Linked DNA regions of Danio rerio: region 1 is linked to region 2. Evidence: chromatin contacts called from public HiChIP or PLAC-seq data. All regions are on one chromosome and are shown on one strand. The core of a region is the stretch at or near the end of the contact, and the rest is flanking DNA. Distances in the headings are between cores, read along the strand shown.

Evidence for each region. HiChIP or PLAC-seq counts read pairs in DNA pulled down with a chosen protein or histone mark.
Region 1: a contact with region 2 is called in an H3K4me3 HiChIP or PLAC-seq map of embryo, with 2.9 times the contacts expected there. The contact joins the promoter of zgc:110045 here to the promoter of bag5 in region 2. A contact is called at or near these places in 1 of 18 Hi-C or Micro-C datasets (hematopoietic stem cells) and 1 of 4 datasets of contacts at active chromatin or transcription factors (embryo).

Annotation. Positions count from the first base shown.
Region 1 is chr13:18,238,065-18,240,764 of GRCz12tu, forward strand. zgc:110045 reads right to left here and starts at 1,268. Exons shown (of 10, transcript NM_001039984.2): 1 at 1,149-1,268.
Region 2 is chr13:17,777,683-17,780,382 of GRCz12tu, forward strand. bag5 (BCL2 associated athanogene 5) reads right to left here and starts at 1,435. Exons shown (of 5, transcript NM_001431071.1): 1 at 1,356-1,435. The coding sequence starts at 1,378.

The sequences.
Region 1 (2,700 bases), core at 18-2,517, 460 kb after region 2:
AAACATAACCATGACAAGCAATCAAAGCAACAACAAAATGACATGTAAATAAGGGCAGGTTCTGTTGTGGGGCGTGTACTACCCACTATAGAAGAGATTGCACATTATTGAATGATGGACAAATTTGTCAGTATGATGGACCACAATAATCATCCCTTTTTTGATACAGTCCAAGCGTGTACAAGCTCTTTTAGTGCAAGATTAATTTAACCCCGGTGTTACAGAAAAAGATGCAGGAAATCCTTTTTACCAACAGTGATCAGATTGTATAACCAAAATCATACTATGAATTATGCTTATATGCTTATAATTTTATGTAACTTTATTATTGTTTTTATACATATGTAGCTTATTTGATCTATTTTTAGTATGAAGATCACTGTTGTGATGTGAATTTCACTTTGGGATTAATAAATTCTCACAAACAAACAAACAAAACAAACAATCAATGACAAGTTCCAGTTGTATACAGTGCGCAACATATATAAGTACACCCCTCACAAATTTTTAAAGGAAGCTATACAATACTATATTTGTTCACATACATTAGATTAGTCAGTACTGAAACCAATTCTGGACCTTATCCCACAAAATAAGTTACAATAACGGTCCAAAAACTAGTACACTCAAATTTATATGTTATAGAAAAATACTAAATACAAATTTAATAAAGAGGAAAAATCAAGAGAATTTGTTGAAATTTTTTGAAATATTTTGTTGAATTTGTTTGCATTATCTTTCAATTTCTAAACATGTTTGGTGACTAACATATTATTTTAATAAATATATCTGTTTAATAAATCTGTTTTGTTTAAATGCACAAAAATATCTATATTCTATTTATAAATATATATATCTATATATAAATATGAAATATCTATATTCACTAAGACATGGATAAAAATATAAATTTTCAAAATAGGGTGTACTCAATTATGCTCAATTATATATATAATGTGTGACTAATACATATAGTACATATTAGTCACACATCATATTAAAAATGTTGACCCCCTCTTTCCTTTTGTCAAAGATAAAACAAGAGCACTGTTGACATGCCAGAAAAGCATTAATACGCCTATTTGCTCTTGTCCTTCAGAAGTCTCTGTGCGTGACGAGCAGCTTTGGATCGAAGTTAACAAACTGACCTGAGATGTGATGGAGGTTGAGATAGAGCAGAGATGCCTGTTACTTTCTTCACTGAGGCTTCTTTTCCTTGTCAATCCAGGATGAGTTAACGTTTGCGGCTCCAGAGTGTGTATGATTCCTTGAGTGTGGTGTTGCCCTCTTTTGTTGTCAGTTGTATTCAGAGAATGGACAGATGGCCTTGTGCCCGTACCTCTGGTCGACTGAGGCTAGCTTTACTGTTTTTTTTCCACCCTCTGGCTTAGCCTCTGATAAGCCTTTAGACCAAGCTACATGAGTCTCTCCCAGTTCTTAATACTCACGTAATTGAGGCAACAACTCCTTTATCCCGGGATGGTTCCTGTAGCATTCTGGAATCCCAAGAAGAATAGAAGGCAACAGGTTTTGCCATGCTATAATCTGGCTGGAATACAATAAATATAAAAAAAAGTAAGACCAGAGTTTTCTAATAGCATGGCTCAATTTGAAACACGTTTTCCGTTTTGGCAGGGAAGATCTGGTTTGGATGTGCATATGCAAAATGACATTTTAAAGGACACAGAAAAGGAAGAATCCGCCAAATGTTTTGTGCCGACTCCCCCAATCACCATAAGCATCTCCAAATTGACTGTGTCACATCATTATGGACAGAAAGACACAATGTCTCTGTGGCCGATGTCCCTTCCCCCACACCTCCTGCTAATGAGGCCAAAGTCCTGTGAAAACAATGTAGGCCTTTAACAGAAAAAGATGCACTCTGCTCAGCAGCAGAATTTCAAAGTGAATGAATTAGTGGAGCAGAAGTGGCATATTTAATCACTGCCTGCTGTCTGGGATGGAAATGAACAATGGTCTCTATGGATCTCCGTTCTCTCACTGCGTATGTGTTGATAAATAGTATAAAATGAAGATCTAAGACTCCATTGCGCAAGAAAAGATCGGTGCACTTCTCGTTAAACCAAAAGTAAAACTGACACCAAACCTTTTCACAACACTTTTAGTAAAACATTTATTTATAAAAATAAAGTTGAGATCACATTAAATTTAAATATTAGATTGAATTTTTAGTACAGCAAAAACTAAATTATTTCGATTTTTTAAAAAGAATGACAAAAATGCATTTCGAAATAAGTAAACACGACTGTAAAAATAACTGAAAATAAAATTTAAATGGCACCTATGATGAAAATCAACTTAAGCTGTTTAGACAGAACTGTCTGTATGTATAGTGTGTCCACTTTCATGCTGGACTGATATAAACCCAACAAGTCTCTTTTTTTTTTAATTTCCAAATGTTAAAATAGGATCCCACTGATTTTTAGCAATGTGCTGTGGTGCGGTTTTCCGGACGCCATGTTTCTATGATAACACAGAATCCACAGAATTTTTTTGATAATAAACTGGAATTCAAATAAGTTTAATAAGTTTAAACATTTTTAAAACATGTTTACAGCATGTTTGTAATAAAGTCAGTAAAACCGCTGTGTAATTCTTAACCGCTATAACCACCACGGCCGCATGGTGTCAGTATCAGTAAACGCGCACATGTGTGCTCCTCCACAGACACATGAAATA
Region 2 (2,700 bases), core at 185-2,684:
TCCATATTGAACGATAACAATATATATTTTGATATAAGTAGTTAATGCTTCCAAACTTAAAGAGCACCGCAACAATGACTGATGCCACAAAAATTAGAGGGTCCATTAAAGTGCATAATATTTTCAGCTGATACATTTTCAGTGGCCGAATATTTTGTACATCTCTAATATCAACACACTTTTAGATTCCCATTGTTGCATATTTCTGCTGTGTTATTGGGTCTTAGATCAATATAGAGTAAAAAAGTCCAGAGCTTATCATTGATACTGACATAAATTTTTATCACGATTCAATATAATACTATTTATCGGCCCTACTTCATTTATTCATTTTCTTTTTAGCTTAGTCCCTTTATTAATCTGGGTTCAGCACTGTGGAATGAATCGCCAACTTATCCAGGATATGTTCTACGCAGCAGATGTCCTTCCAGCCGCTGAGAATAATCCATACACTCTCATTCACTCACATACACTATGGACAACTTAGCCTTCCCAATTCACCTATAGTGCATGCATGTCTTTGGGCCCAGAGGAAACCCACGGCAAAACGAGAACATGCCAACTCCACTCAACCTTGCTGTGTGGTGATCGTGCCATCCACTGCGCCACCGTGCAGCCCCCCGAGCCCTACTTATGAATGATTAAAAACAGTAACAGCCAATGACAGCTCACCTGACATTAAAGGGACTGAACAAGTTACATTTAAATTAATTTACATAAAAAATTAGGACATTTCAGTTTTTCAAAGATATGTTACATTTAAATATACGCACATTTTCAGACTTCAGTAAACTAAAAAAAGAGTCAGTGGCAGAGAATGGAAGGTAACGAACGAGACTGATTCGTTCACTTAAAAGATTCGTTCACCCTAGGTACAACACACTGGGGAGACCATTCCTCGCATCAGGAGGGATCCCTGTCGCTGTACAGTATTCTCTTTAACCAAATGTGCCCAAATAGTAAACAAGTCAATCACTCCACAACCTGACTCGCGTTAACGCAAAACATACTGGCTCGCCTGCCTTAGTACTTTTAATAAAAACATTTAAGCGAGGAAGTCAAATGTGAACTCCCTTTCTCAATATAAAGTGGTTGCATCGTTTATGCACAAAAACGTCAACGAATTTGCTGTAAACGTAACATCTGAGCTGCGTTAAACTATTTGAAACGGCATACATCGGATGAAATTATCCTACTGTTTACCTGGCTTCTGTTATGTCTGTTTAAATCACACAAAGACACTGATCAGCTCTCATTATAAGCTCACGGAACTGCGAGGCAAAGTTTTGTTTAAATCGAATAGATATTTATATGAACACATTTCTTGTGAAACATGACGTTCAAAGGGTTCCTACCTGCATAACCAGCGTACAGCCATTGGTGAGCCTGTGTTTACAGATTCAGCACAACGCAATATTCTTTTACAGCCACAGGGCATACATGTCTAATGACATAAACCTGCTGGCCAACAAGAACGAGCGAAGAGTTTGATTGCGTTGGATGTTGGATGTCCAAAACTGAAGTTGGAAGAGAAATGGATGATTAATAAAAATGGGATTTAGAGCAATTATACATACACAGTAACATTCAAAAGTTTGGGGTTGATCATATATATTTTAAACGCATTTATTAAACGAACAGCAAAATAAAACAATAAAAAAAATTATTTTATTTGATCATTTATTCATTCATTCATTTTCTTTTCAACTTAGTCCCATTATTAATTTGGGGTCGCCACAGCCTAATGAACCGCCAACTTATCCATCATAGGTTTTACGCAGTGGGTGGACTTCCAACTACAACCCATCAAACATCCATACACACTCATTTACACATACACTACGGGCAATTTAGCTTACCCAGTTCACCTATACTGCATGCCTTTGGACTTATAGGGGAAACCGGAGCACCCGGAGGAAACCCACGCAAACACAGGGAGAGCATGCAAACTCCACACGGAAAAGCCAACTAACCCATCCGGGGCTTGAACCAGCGACCTTCTTGCTGGAAGTCGATTGTGCTAACCACTGTGCCACCATGCTGAACATTATTCAAATACATGCAATTTAGGATTGTTAACTTGCAGCAGCCATCTATATCACATAATTCTTCAGGAATCATTCTAATACGCCAACACAAAAAAATTTAATTAATTACAAAACGAACAAACTAAAAAAATTAATAAAAAAAATAAAACAATTATTCTTATTATTATCGTTAAAAAAATTGTTGAGTAATATCTGTAGAAATACTGCCAAAATTATTTAAACAGGGATGATTAGTGACATAAAATGCTCTTATCATTTTGAAACAGTTGACAATTATTTGAGTAGTTTTATGCAGTATTTTGCTTAAAAAAACCTGCTTGGACTGTTTGGAAATTGTGGCACCACGGTGGTGCGGTGGGTAGCACAATTGCCCCCCAGCAAGGTCACTGGTTCTAGCCCCGGCTGAGTCAGTTGGCATTTGTGTGTGCAGTTTGCATGTTCTCCCCATATTCACGTGGGTTTCCTCCAGGTGCTCCGGTTTCCTCACAGTTCAAAGACATGCAGTACAGGTGAATTGAACAAGGTAAATTGGCCATAGTGTACACTATGTGTGTAAATGCAGAAGTGTATGGGTGTTTCCCAGTGTTAGGTTGTGGCTGGAAGGGCATCTGATGCATAAAATATATGCTGGATTAGTTGGCGATTCATTCCG